Linked DNA regions of Mus musculus: all the other regions are linked to region 2. A link is a contact called in public ChIA-PET and promoter capture Hi-C data. All regions are on one chromosome and are shown on one strand. The core of a region is the stretch at or near the end of the contact, and the rest is flanking DNA. Distances in the headings are between cores, read along the strand shown. Region 1 overlaps Dlgap5 (DLG associated protein 5). Region 2 holds the start of Gmfb (glia maturation factor, beta). Region 3 holds the start of Lgals3 (lectin, galactose binding, soluble 3). Region 4 holds the start of Fbxo34 (F-box protein 34).

The links. ChIA-PET counts read pairs in DNA pulled down with a chosen protein or histone mark. Capture Hi-C pulls out chosen DNA fragments and counts their contacts.
Region 1: an RNA polymerase II ChIA-PET map of memory CD8 T cells shows a contact between it and region 2, with 57 read pairs. The contact joins the enhancer-like site here to the promoter of Gmfb in region 2. A contact is called at or near these places in 9 of 39 promoter capture datasets (the 3T3-L1 cell line, the C10 cell line, the HPC-7 cell line and 3 more), 1 of 484 Hi-C or Micro-C datasets (regulatory T cells) and 2 of 115 datasets of contacts at active chromatin or transcription factors (memory CD8 T cells and regulatory T cells).
Region 3: a contact with region 2 is called in a promoter capture Hi-C map of adipose tissue. The contact joins the promoter of Lgals3 here to the promoter of Gmfb in region 2. A contact is called at or near these places in 4 of 39 promoter capture datasets (the 3T3-L1 cell line, the HPC-7 cell line, cranial neural crest and 1 more), 5 of 115 datasets of contacts at active chromatin or transcription factors (astrocytes, bone marrow-derived dendritic cells, effector CD8 T cells and 2 more) and 2 of 9 other capture datasets (adipose tissue and liver).
Region 4: an RNA polymerase II ChIA-PET map of memory CD8 T cells shows a contact between it and region 2, with 14 read pairs. The contact joins the promoter of Fbxo34 here to the promoter of Gmfb in region 2. A contact is called at or near these places in 7 of 39 promoter capture datasets (the C10 cell line, fetal liver, hematopoietic stem and progenitor cells and 3 more), 7 of 484 Hi-C or Micro-C datasets (CD4 T cells, CD8 T cells, LSK cells and 2 more), 2 of 115 datasets of contacts at active chromatin or transcription factors (bone marrow-derived macrophages and memory CD8 T cells) and 1 of 9 other capture datasets (liver).

What each region holds. Positions count from the first base shown.
Region 1 is chr14:47,393,888-47,396,587 of GRCm38.p6, reverse strand. Dlgap5 (DLG associated protein 5) reads left to right here. Exons shown (of 19, transcript NM_144553.2): 14 at 614-833; 15 at 2,271-2,451. Among named protein-coding and RNA genes, the nearest start is that of Lgals3, 21 kb to the right of the region's middle. Within about 2 kb of position 1,382, at least 74 of the 459 cell types and tissues checked have an H3K27ac peak or open chromatin away from gene starts, as enhancers often do. A contact at or near this core is called in the HPC-7 cell line, hippocampal neurons, memory CD8 T cells and 1 more, where this site is marked.
Region 2 is chr14:46,820,904-46,823,648 of GRCm38.p6, reverse strand. It overlaps Gmfb (glia maturation factor, beta), which reads left to right and starts at 1,407. Exons shown (of 7, transcript NM_022023.2): 1 at 1,407-1,548. The coding sequence starts at 1,546.
Region 3 is chr14:47,372,416-47,375,115 of GRCm38.p6, reverse strand. It overlaps Lgals3 (lectin, galactose binding, soluble 3), which reads right to left and starts at 1,256. Exons shown (of 6, transcript NM_010705.3): 1 at 1,164-1,256. It also overlaps the pseudogene Gm52166.
Region 4 is chr14:47,471,215-47,473,914 of GRCm38.p6, reverse strand. It overlaps Fbxo34 (F-box protein 34), which reads right to left and starts at 1,354. Exons shown (of 3, transcript NM_001146086.1): 1 at 1,198-1,354.

The DNA.
Region 1 (2,700 bases), core at 133-2,632, 570 kb before region 2:
AATCCTCCTGCCTCAGCTTCCAGGATGCTGGGATTACAGACTTGCTCCTGACATACTGTGGGTATTTCTTAATTGTGTGTTTAGCTCTCAAAGTAATTTATCAGTGTCTCTATCATATAAGAATTGTAATTCTGCCTGTGACCACCAGATGTCTCTCCTTCTACATTGTTTGGTTGTTTGGAGAGAACTTTATGAAACCTCATCCACCAGCCCCCATCCCCACCTCCTCCAACAAGGGCATACCTACTTCAGCAGGGCCACCTCTAATTCTGCCTTAACAGTTCTGACTGGGGACCAGCCATTCCCACGCATGAGCCTATGGGGGTCGTTTTCATCCACACCATCAGACGCCACAAGGTGGTGCTCAGTCGGTGGGATGATGTCCCCTTAATATCAGCTGGTCCTGAGCTGAAACAGGTGTGCATTCAAGCCATGGGGGACAACATAGTGAGACCCTGTCTCAGAATAAAAGTTAAAAGGGCTACGGACTTAACTTCAGTGGAAGAACGATTTCCTGGTATGCACAGGGAGGGCTCTGGGGTCAGTCCTCAGTACCACAGGAACAGGAGAAGGTGGTAATGAACATACCTTTAATTACTATTTCTCCTTGCAGAAAAAAATTGTGCCCGGTAGAACAAGCAAAGCAAAGCAGGATGACGACGGACGAGCGGCAGCTAGGAGTCGCCTTGCAGCCATAAAGAATGCAATGAAAGGCAGGCCACAGCAGGAAGTGCAGGCCCACGCAGCAGCTCCGGAGAACACAAAGGAAGTTGACAAAATAGTGTTTGATGCTGGGTTTTTCAGAATCGAGAGCCCAGTGAAGTCATTCTCAGGTTTGTAGCTTTGCTGAGACTGAAGAGCGGTGTTTGGGCCAACTGGGGGCTGGAGTGAATGGTGGAGAGTGACTTTCCCATGAAAGAGCCCACACGCTGATGGCTAGAAGTGGGTTCTGTGCTGGCAAGCCTGCGTGCACATCAAATATTGAGACGAGTGCGGGCTTGTGCCTGTTCTCCAAGTGATGCCATAGCTGTCTCTGCCATGCAGTGCCAGTCTGTCTGTGAGGTTCCGAGACAAGCTGGGCTAGGGGTACAATGCAGAGGAAGCAGACCTGAGCCATCACACTTCCCTCAGCCATGCCCTTCTGCACGGGGGTTGAGGGAGTCATCTGTGCTGCTGTGTTTGAGATCCTTGGGGGCAAACTCAGCTTGACATATGGTTAGCAAGCACTTGTCCCTCCAGACATAGCCTCCTTTTCTGAAATCCTCTCTTTTTAGACAAGGCTTGGCTAAGTTTCCCAGGCTGTCCTTGGACTCACACAGGCCTGTAGCTTGCTGTCTGAGCCTCTGGAGAGGATGTGGTGTCGGGCTTGTGCCACCAGCCCCCACTGCGCATCCCTGTATTCAACAGTCTCCTGTACGCTACCCACGTGAGGTCATTCTCTTACCTCCTGCTAGGACTGTGGTTCTGGCAGCAGCTGCTCAAGTGCCATGTTGGAGGAAGCCGAGTATCTCAGCAGTTTATCTGTAATGCTTTCTTGTTCCCCTGTTCCCATGACTAGCCTATGTTTCAGCGGTGTTTGGTAACCATCTACAGCAGGATACAGCTGATGTCTCAACTTACCAGGAAAGACTCTCTTTTGACTCGGGGTTTCTCTGTGTGGCCCTTGCTGGTCACTATATAGACCAGGCTGGCGTCAAACTCACAGAGATCTCTTACCTCTTCCTAAGTGCTGAGATAAAGGTGTGCGCCGCCACTCCTCTGAGTCAACGCTCTTGACCCAAGCACTTGTTGCCTGCGTTAGCTAGGGATAGCCCACTTGCTAATTTACATTATACCTTCTAAAACATTCTTCCTGTAGAGGTGCACCTCTTCGTCTTTCTTTCTAAGTTTTAGTTTGATTTTATGTACCTTTACCTACACTTTGTCCACACCACGTGTGTGCCTGATGCCTGTGGAAGTCAGAGGAGAATATCAGATCCCCGGGACCTGGAGTTAGAGCTGTCGTGAAATATCACTAGGTGCTGGGAACCAAACCTGGCTCCTCCGGGAGAACAGCCAGTGTCCTTAACAACTGAGCCTCTCGGCAGCCTTTTGCATCATAGGCATGGCATATGAAAGCTAAGCACGGGCTAACGTGACGATCCTCTTGTCCCACAAAGCCCCTGGTACTGGACAGTAACAGATGTTGACAAGAGCAGGCTCTGTGCCTCCTCTCTGAACAGAGACTGGCCGGAAAGACTTGCTATGGGGCTTGTTCTTCTTATTTCCAGTCCTGTCTTCTGAACGTCGTTCTCAAAGATTTGGAACACCTCTGTCTGCCAGCAAAGTTGTGCCTGAGGGCAGGGCTGCAGGGGACCTTCTGAGACAGAAGATGCCACTGAAGAAGCCGGACCCTCAGAGCAGCAAGAGCGAGCATGTTGATCGGACGTTTTCAGATGGTCTTGAAAGCAGGTATCTCTTTCATGTGTACTGTGAGTTTAGTGGTATTGACGTGAGCTATCGTTCCATATGGTTAAGCTGGTAAAGTATATATATCAGCCGTATGTTTCTAATTAAACTTCACATGTAACCCTGTAACATGTGGGCAAGGCTTCCTCTTTTCTAAGGAAACAGACTTCAGATTTCAGGTTGGAACCAACTCTAGTGTTGGTAATCATAGCCACTCAGGGGCTGAGGTGGAAGGATTATTTCGCCAGCAGT
Region 2 (2,745 bases), core at 158-2,657:
CACTTCTGCCACTGAAGAGATCTCTATTGTGTTAAAGATGGAATAGAGTCAAGTTCCAGGCTTCTCCCCAGAGAAGAGGATTTTCTCTGACACCTTGCCTATTTTGATGCTCCAGTGACTACATCCTTCCCTCTGCCATTTCAAGCTAGAGGAGAAGGCCAGAGTGGGAAAGGAAGGCTCTGCAGGTGCTCCAGCCTTCCTCCCCAGCTTCTACAGATCCACAGCAGAAGGTTTTCCCTTCCTACTGTTCACTTTGTCCCACCTTCCTTAAGGAGTGGTGTACAGGAAATCCATTTACCATTACCAATATCTGGATTTAAAACAAATGCTTATAGAGATTCAAAACTGCATAAGGTGCCTCTCACTGAAAACCTCTGGGTTTAATATGGAGATCCAAAACTCTATTTTTAGAAATCAAAGTTGCTCTTGGCATTTCTCTCTTCTTTCCTCCCTTCCAATTTCTTTCTTATTCTTAAAAACTATATTATTAGTTTGTGTGTATGGGTGTTTTGCCTGCTTGCACCACAAGCCTGCAGTGGCCCTGGAGGCCAGAGAGTGTTTTGGATTTCCTGGGGCTGGAGTTACACTGTCAACTACCATATTGGTGGGTTCTGGAGATCCGGCCAGGGTGGAGAGAACAACCTGTACTCGCAACCCCTGAGCCATCTCTCCAACTCCCATCCTTTCTTATTTTTGAAAGAGAATTCTACTAATCGTTTGAGGATAATAGTTATGGATGACAAAGGAGGAAGTACCAAAAGAGTATACAAATATTAGAATGTTTTAAAAATCTCTTATATTTATTTTTCGTAAAGTTGCCAATCCTTTCATCCACATAGTCTTTTTTGTACCTCATACTGTTTCTTAGAAAGGCAAGTTTATCTCCGTTATGGAATACCAGTAGTAATACATTTAAAAGGTCGTAACTTTTTGAGTGTCACACTTTGAAACAATAAGAGCACCTGGGTTTCAGAGTTCAATTCGCTGTAACTTGAGAGTAAAAGCCAACATGATCAACATTGGTAACCATTTACTGGTGAGTATGAATAGATTTTGGAAAATAAATTTATTCAGTAAGTTCTGGAAAGCAGGCAGGGTCAGGGATGGCGCCCTGGGACAGGTGCAAGGATGAAAGCCGCGTCTACCTTTGAAAAGCATTAAATCTGCAAGTAAACTGTAATCGACACGCACATTTACCACTCAAGTCATTAGCTCAGGTTTGGCACCACGAAATACCTGCCGTTAAGGCTTGTAGAATATTTAAAGACACCAAGAATCTGCGCACCGCTTGGCTGGCTCATTCCTTGGTAACGGCGCAGCATCCTTACTTAACAGGCACCAGAGGCGCCCGCGTCCGCATTTCGCCAAATTTTGGGCCTCGCCTCCCGCCGTCCGCTGTCACGTGCGGGCCACGGCGGCCGCGTCCTTAGGTGGGGGAGGCTGAGCGGTGCGCCAGCCGAAACAGGAAGGGAGTTGGCTGCCGAGCCATTCTTAAAGGGGCCCAAGAGATCGCACGGCAACGGGCCGCTGACGACCGGAAGGAAAATGGTAAGTGGCGGCGAAGGGAGGCACCGCGGGGTTGGACGGACTCGCAGTCCGTTCCCGACTTCCAGCGGCAGCGCGGAAGACCCCCGCGCTGCGGGCGGACGGTTGGAACGTGGCCTCCGCGTGGACCCTTGTGGTCCCCGCGGCGGAAACGGGCTGGGCCTGAGGGCCGGCGTTGTAGGCGAGTGTCAGGGTTCTGGTTGCATTCCGGCTTCGCCCAGGCTTCTTTCTACCTGCACCCCCTTGTTTCTGGCTGAATAGCTCCCGATACCCACATTCTTCCAGTCCAGGCCGTTGGAACCCATGTGACCCAGGGCTCTGATTTTGCCTTTAAGCAACTGTCAGAGGTTTAGTTTTGCTGCGTCTGGGGCAGTGGTTTCTGATCTCCTTGACGATGGACCCCAAGCATAAAGACAAAGTGGAGAATTAAGTCAGGTGCTCTCAAGGACCTTCTGGAGCCTTCCCAAAGTGTTTTTTAAGTACGACCAAGTATCATGGAAACAACAACAGGAAGACACTTATCTATAAATCCTCTCTTGGGGACCACTTCCGTCTAGCAGATCTTACCGCGGTCATTGAACCCAGTGAACTCGTGGCTTTTCATCGTTTTGACCTTTCAGCTACATTCCAGGGTGTTGACACTGGTGTTTGAGGCATCTCTTTAATTTTGCCTACCCCAACCCCCTTGGCTTTTGGGATTCAGAACTGGCTTTCCTCCTATTTCTGCTGATGCATCTGTTCCCCTTGGATTCCTTTCTCCATTCCTTGGACTATGCCCGTGAGTGCCCTAGGCTCCATTCCAAGGCTTCATTTTCTATTGTTTTTCTCTTTGCTGAACTTCTGGCTTCAGTAACCACCTACGTTGAGTTGACCTGTGAGTTCCTATCTCTGACCTTAGCTGAGATCCAACCAGCAGTTACATTCCACTTTTTGGTTAATTTCATCACACAGAAGCCACAGAGGCTCCTCAGTTTGTCCAAAAAGAACTCATAGCTTCCTCCACACATCTGGTCTTCATTCAGCCGGAATTCTGCAACTTGGCTAAAGGTGTGTTTGTGTTCCTTACACAAAGCCAGAAGTCTAGAAGTTATCTTTGTAAGTCTTTATTTCCTTCATATTGAATCTAACCCAGTTCTTATGTAGTGGAGAGAGAGAGAGAGAGAGAGAGAGAGAGAGAGAGAGAGAGAGAGAGAGAGAGAG
Region 3 (2,700 bases), core at 7-2,506, 550 kb before region 2:
GAGCCACCCCCACCACAATTAAATGTTGACCTTTATAAGAGCTGCCTTGGTCATGGTGTCTGTTCACAGCAATAAAACCCTAACTAAGATACTTCCCCTGCCCCCAAAGGTAAATAAATAAAAATACGGAACTATAAACTTGAAGCAAACATCTTGGAATTTCAGAAAGTGATAGTTTTTACACACTGGTTTCTGTTCTTTTCCTCAGAATTAGCCGGGTCACTAAGTCCAAATGTTCTCATTATCCAGAAACCCTACTCCCCGGGGGTCGCTTTATAAATATTCCAATTTCTTCAAATAGGAATCACTTGCTTCCCTGCTAGGGTTAGCCGGAATCCTAAGCCTCAGTCTCAACTCCCCCTCCCCACCCATTCCCGTCCCATCCTCGATTCCCTGCAATAGTGCTTGAGTAACATAATTCAGCATAAATGCAACCTTTGAAAGCCTCTCGCTAAGGGTCTGCACTCTGAGACCAACACGGCCACACCCAAGACTTCCTCCACCCAGATCTAGAGGTTATTGCACAAATAACCACACTGGTCACGAATGAGTCACTTGGCTTACAAAAAAATGTTAGAGGTTACAGTAGTTCTTCATCCCGACACATGCGCACTAGGGCTTGGGCAGCACTGTCCTGTGCGGTCAAGCACGCAGCGGGTGGCTATAGCCCCTACCTCCGCTGAACCTGGTGGAACTCACTGGCACCACACAGCAAGATCTCTAGTGGAAGGCTTCCACGTGCACCAAAGGAGCCTGCTGGAATTCCTCCAGGAGTCAGGAATCCTGGGCGATGTCTTTTGAGTCTCCAAACTCCCACCCCCACCCCCAACGTGCCAGAAGAGGCACCTGATCCCTATGGCCAAGCTAGGGGCCAGCTACAAGGTGGATCTCCGTAGGTTGTGGCTCACTCTAACGCAGGGCTTCGAAGGAGTGCCCAGGGCCCGCTGGCATCCCGCCATCCCAAAGAGACTTAGTATGTAGGTCGTGAATAACTTTCTCCGAGAGTTACCCGCAGGAGAGCCAAGGCGGTAGACCAGCGCCTGGGACCCTGAAGGTCACCTCCGTCCATCTCCCGGGAGCCCAGCCCTTTCTTGGTGCACTGAGCAGCACCGGTCCCCGCGCCCCGCGCCGCTCACCTGGGTAGTGCTCTCTGTGCCGCTCACCTGATTAGTGCTCCACCCGCCGCTCCGCTAGCTGTCAGAGCTGGGCGGTGGCTCGGCCGCTTCTAGTACTCTTTTCCCCGGGCCCGCCCTCCCAGGGCGGGGCAGCATCCCTCGCCCTGCAGGCGCCTGGCTGGACCGCGCCCCACGGACCACGGAGCTTCCCCACAGTGGACTGGGACACGCCCGCCAGCCTGTGCCCCTCACCTGTGCCCCGCAGTGGGCCCTAGCCGACCGCACCCAGACTCTCAGACTCACCCAATTCCCTTGTCTGAAGCTGCCTGTCAGGGTCTCATCCTGCCCCTAATTCCTTCACCTGAAGCCTTCCGCAGAAATGGCAGTGACTTTGAGTGTGAGGGAAGGGAGGAGCAGGTGTCCCTGACAAATCTGAGATGTAAGAGGTGCCCCTGTTTGCATTCACTCCTGCTCTGGATTTTGCTGGGCTGGGTAAACCCAATGTGGTACATAGTAGGTTCTCGGTAGGTATTTGTTGGTTGATTGATTGATGAGTGAATGAATGAATGTGGACGAATGAATTAATGAATGAAGTAGTATGAATGTGTGAATTGATTCCTAGGAAGATGTTTTCTCAAAGATTGGAGGAGAGTTACAGCACGGGCAAGGGGCAGTTAAATCAAGAGGACAGGGTGTAGCTCTGTCTATATGAAAATAGTTACAAGGAACAGCCGCTTTTGCAAGAGGCTGATAACCAGTTTGGAACCATTTATATAGATTAAAAACTTGAGTGATGTGGTTAAGGATATTCAAGATAATTTTTCCCCAGCTTCAGATACATCAGCTAATATCTACCAAACACTTATGCACCCCACTCTATGCCTAGGGCTTTACATACATTTATGGAGTTGGCATTATTTTAATCCTATTAGGTCCAAAGCAGCCCCCCAGAATGCCAGTGCTGGTCCTAAACAGAGGGACTCTGGCTGCACAAACAGAAGCTTATAGGTGGTTTCTGTTGACCAGGGATCTCCCTTAGTCTGCCCCCAATGTCAACTACCTCAGGCAAGGGCACCTGCTTCCCGGTCAATCCCAACAGCCTGTAACAGCTCAAAGCCCCCCATTCTGCTGACTTCTCCCCACACCCGGGGCAGGGGAATGTTTATTGCCTTGGTGGTTTGAGCCCCAATAAACTTATCTTTCTACTCATTCAGTGATGTCGCTGTGCCCTTGCTTACAAATCCCATTTTAGACATGAGAAAATATGGGTATAGAGAGTCAAGCATAATCCCGTAAGGGTGCTTGCTACAAAGCCCGACGCCTAACTTTGATCCCTGTAACTCAAGAGGAAAGAAGAGAACCAACTCTTGAATGTTGTCATTTAAGCCACATACACATGCTCACATGCATATGTGCAAATATAAATGCATTTTAAAATATTAAAACATCGCTTCTCGGCCTTTTGGCTAAGATCAAGTGTAAAATATTAAAACATGTAAATAAAATTTTAGAAATAAATATATGTATTTTTTTAAAAAATCACTGTAGGTAGTAGGTGTGGTGGCTCATGTCTTTAATCTCTTGG
Region 4 (2,700 bases), core at 105-2,604, 650 kb before region 2:
GCCAGTGCTTCTATGCAGGTCTACTATCTTTTCAAAGCCTGAGAAAAATCAACATTCACAAAATCACCTGCTAAAATTTATCATTTCACATTCGGAAGCACTACTGACAAAATGTAAGTCGCCTGACCCCAAAGGTAGTCCTCAGATGTGTTATATTACGTTACAGCCTAGTCTTGGGGTGGGGGTGGGCTGCAAAGCAGAGGCTTATTGCTGAGCTATAATCACAGAAAAAAACAAATGTCCCTGATAAAACGGGGGAGGGGGGGGCAAGAAACACCAGGATAAATTACATCATCGGGGGATTATTATTTAAGAAAAATGTTGGATTGATTCAAGCTCCCCTTCTTTGCAAGACAAAGTTCATTCAAGATCTGCTTGCCTTGGTCATTCGCTAACAAGCAGATCACTGGCAAAAAAAAAAAAAAAAAAGATAAAGCCAACTAAATTATCAGCCCTCCAGTTGGTTCAGCCCCCGCGCACCCTTTCCCAGCAACTGCTACATCAAACCATCAAACTGAGTTTAGCTTCCTGAAGGCACAGTGAACACCCTAATACCCCTTCCACGCCCAACCCCCAAGATCCCTCATATCTAAACCGAATGTCCTTAAACTGTACTACTACCGATGCTCTCCGAAATGAAGTTTAAGCACCTGACAATTATTACATCCAAACTGTACGAAGCCGAGATCCCAAGATTTTGGTTCAAATCTGCTAGGACCGAACTTCCTTTTTCTCCCCGCGGGTCCTCCCAGCCCTTCCGCGCGCCAAGGTCGCCACTCGGGGCCTGCAGTGACATCACGGTCTGTCTCGGTAGAGCCCTGACATCACCCGCACGCCGAGCCTCGGCACTGTGACCTCACCACCGCAGGCTCGCACGCCAGGGCCCCCCGGGGAGGGTGGAGGAGACGCGCCGCTCACCTGCACGGGGACACCCGGAGCCCCGCGCCCCGCACGCAGCCCACCCGCGGCGGCCTAGCTTGGGTCGCCGGACTCCGGGCCCAGGGAGCAGCCGGGCGCACGACCTCGGGGCCAGGCCGCGAGGACGGCTCTCTGGAGGACGCTGCGGCGGCGGCACCCCGAGCACGGCGAGCCGCGGTCCCCGCCCCCAACGTTCGGCCCTGCCGCGGGGAGCAGCGGGAGCCGCCACGGTGTCCACCTGCCCCGCGCCCCGCAGCCCCGCGCCCTCGCCCGGCCCACCTGTGCTTCTGCCGGGCCAGGGCCTGGCCCGGGGCTGCGGCAGCCCGATGCGGCGGCGGCAGGCCTGACTCGCTCCCCGACACTGAGGCGGACCAGGAGCTCAGCGCTGAGCGGCGGAGCCCAACGCTCGCCCCGAAACCCATTTGTTGGCTAAACCGGCGTGACATCACGCGCCGGCCCAATCGACGGTTGCCCGGGGGCGGGGCCGCAAAGCCTGCGTGCGCCAGCGCCCCCTGCGGGCGGCCGCGAGCGCTGTGGGGAGAGATGGGAGCTGCCAGGACAAGCGCCTACAAGCCTGGTGTGGCGGGAGATTGGGGAGTTTGAGTGTCACTGCACAACAAGGACCCTAACCCTAGAGCACAGTTAGAGTGACAAGTTCATTAACACTCCCAGGTGCTCCAGAAGCCTTAATACGTTTGACCCTGTTAGATATCCAACATGTCTGGGTTCTAATCTTGGTTCTACCACTAGCGTATGGTTCTATTTCAATTTTTATTTTTATTTATTTTATTTTATTTATTTATTTATTTATTTATTTATTTAGGAGACAGAGTTTCTCTGTATAGCCCTGGCTGTCCTGGAACTCACTTTGTAGACCAAGCTGGTCTCGAACTCAGAAATCCGCCTGCCTCTGCCTCCCGAGCGCTGGGATTAAAGGCGTGTGCCACCACACCCGGCTCATCTATTTCAAATTTTTAAAATGAGCTATTTAGCAAGCCCATGGCCCTGGGTTTGATCCTGATGTCCTACACACTGGGCATGTTGCTTCATATCTGTAATCCCAGAGTTTGGGAGGTGATGTCAGGTGCGCCACAGGTTCATGGTCACCCTCAATGGCAAAGCAAATTTGGGATCAGCGGGAGCAGGGCGCGGGTCCTCTCTGTTAAGAACACTGGCTGCTCTTCCAGGGGAATTCAATTCCCAGCACACCACAAGGTGGTTCGAAACTTGTCTGTAACTGCAGCCTCATGGAATCAGACGTCTTTTTCTGGCCTCCACAAACACTGCATGCACGGAGACAAAACACTATACACATAAAAAAAATTTTTACAAAAGAATATATTTTCCATAAAATTATGGCAGAAGTACCTACCAGAAAGTACATAAACTTTAAAGTTAAACTGCTAATCTACAAGAGCCTTGTAAACTTATCAGTGAAAGAAAAAAAAAAAAAAACAACAACAACAAGAAGACTCAGCACTTAAGAGCACTAGCTGCTCTTCTAAAGTACCCAGGTTCAATTCTCAGCACTCTCGTGGTGGCTCACAATTATCTGTTACTTCAGTCCCAGGGGATCCAAGACACACATCTGGTGCACACATGTGCAGGCAAAATAGCTATACACACAAAATTTTTTAAACAGCCTCACATCAGAAAATAAAAAACCTCTTGTGAAACGTGTGTGTGAAGTCTTAAAGAATCAAAATGTAGAAATAGGACCAGTGAGATGCTGCAGCAGATGAAGGTACTGACACTAAACCTGACACCCTGAGTTCAATCCCT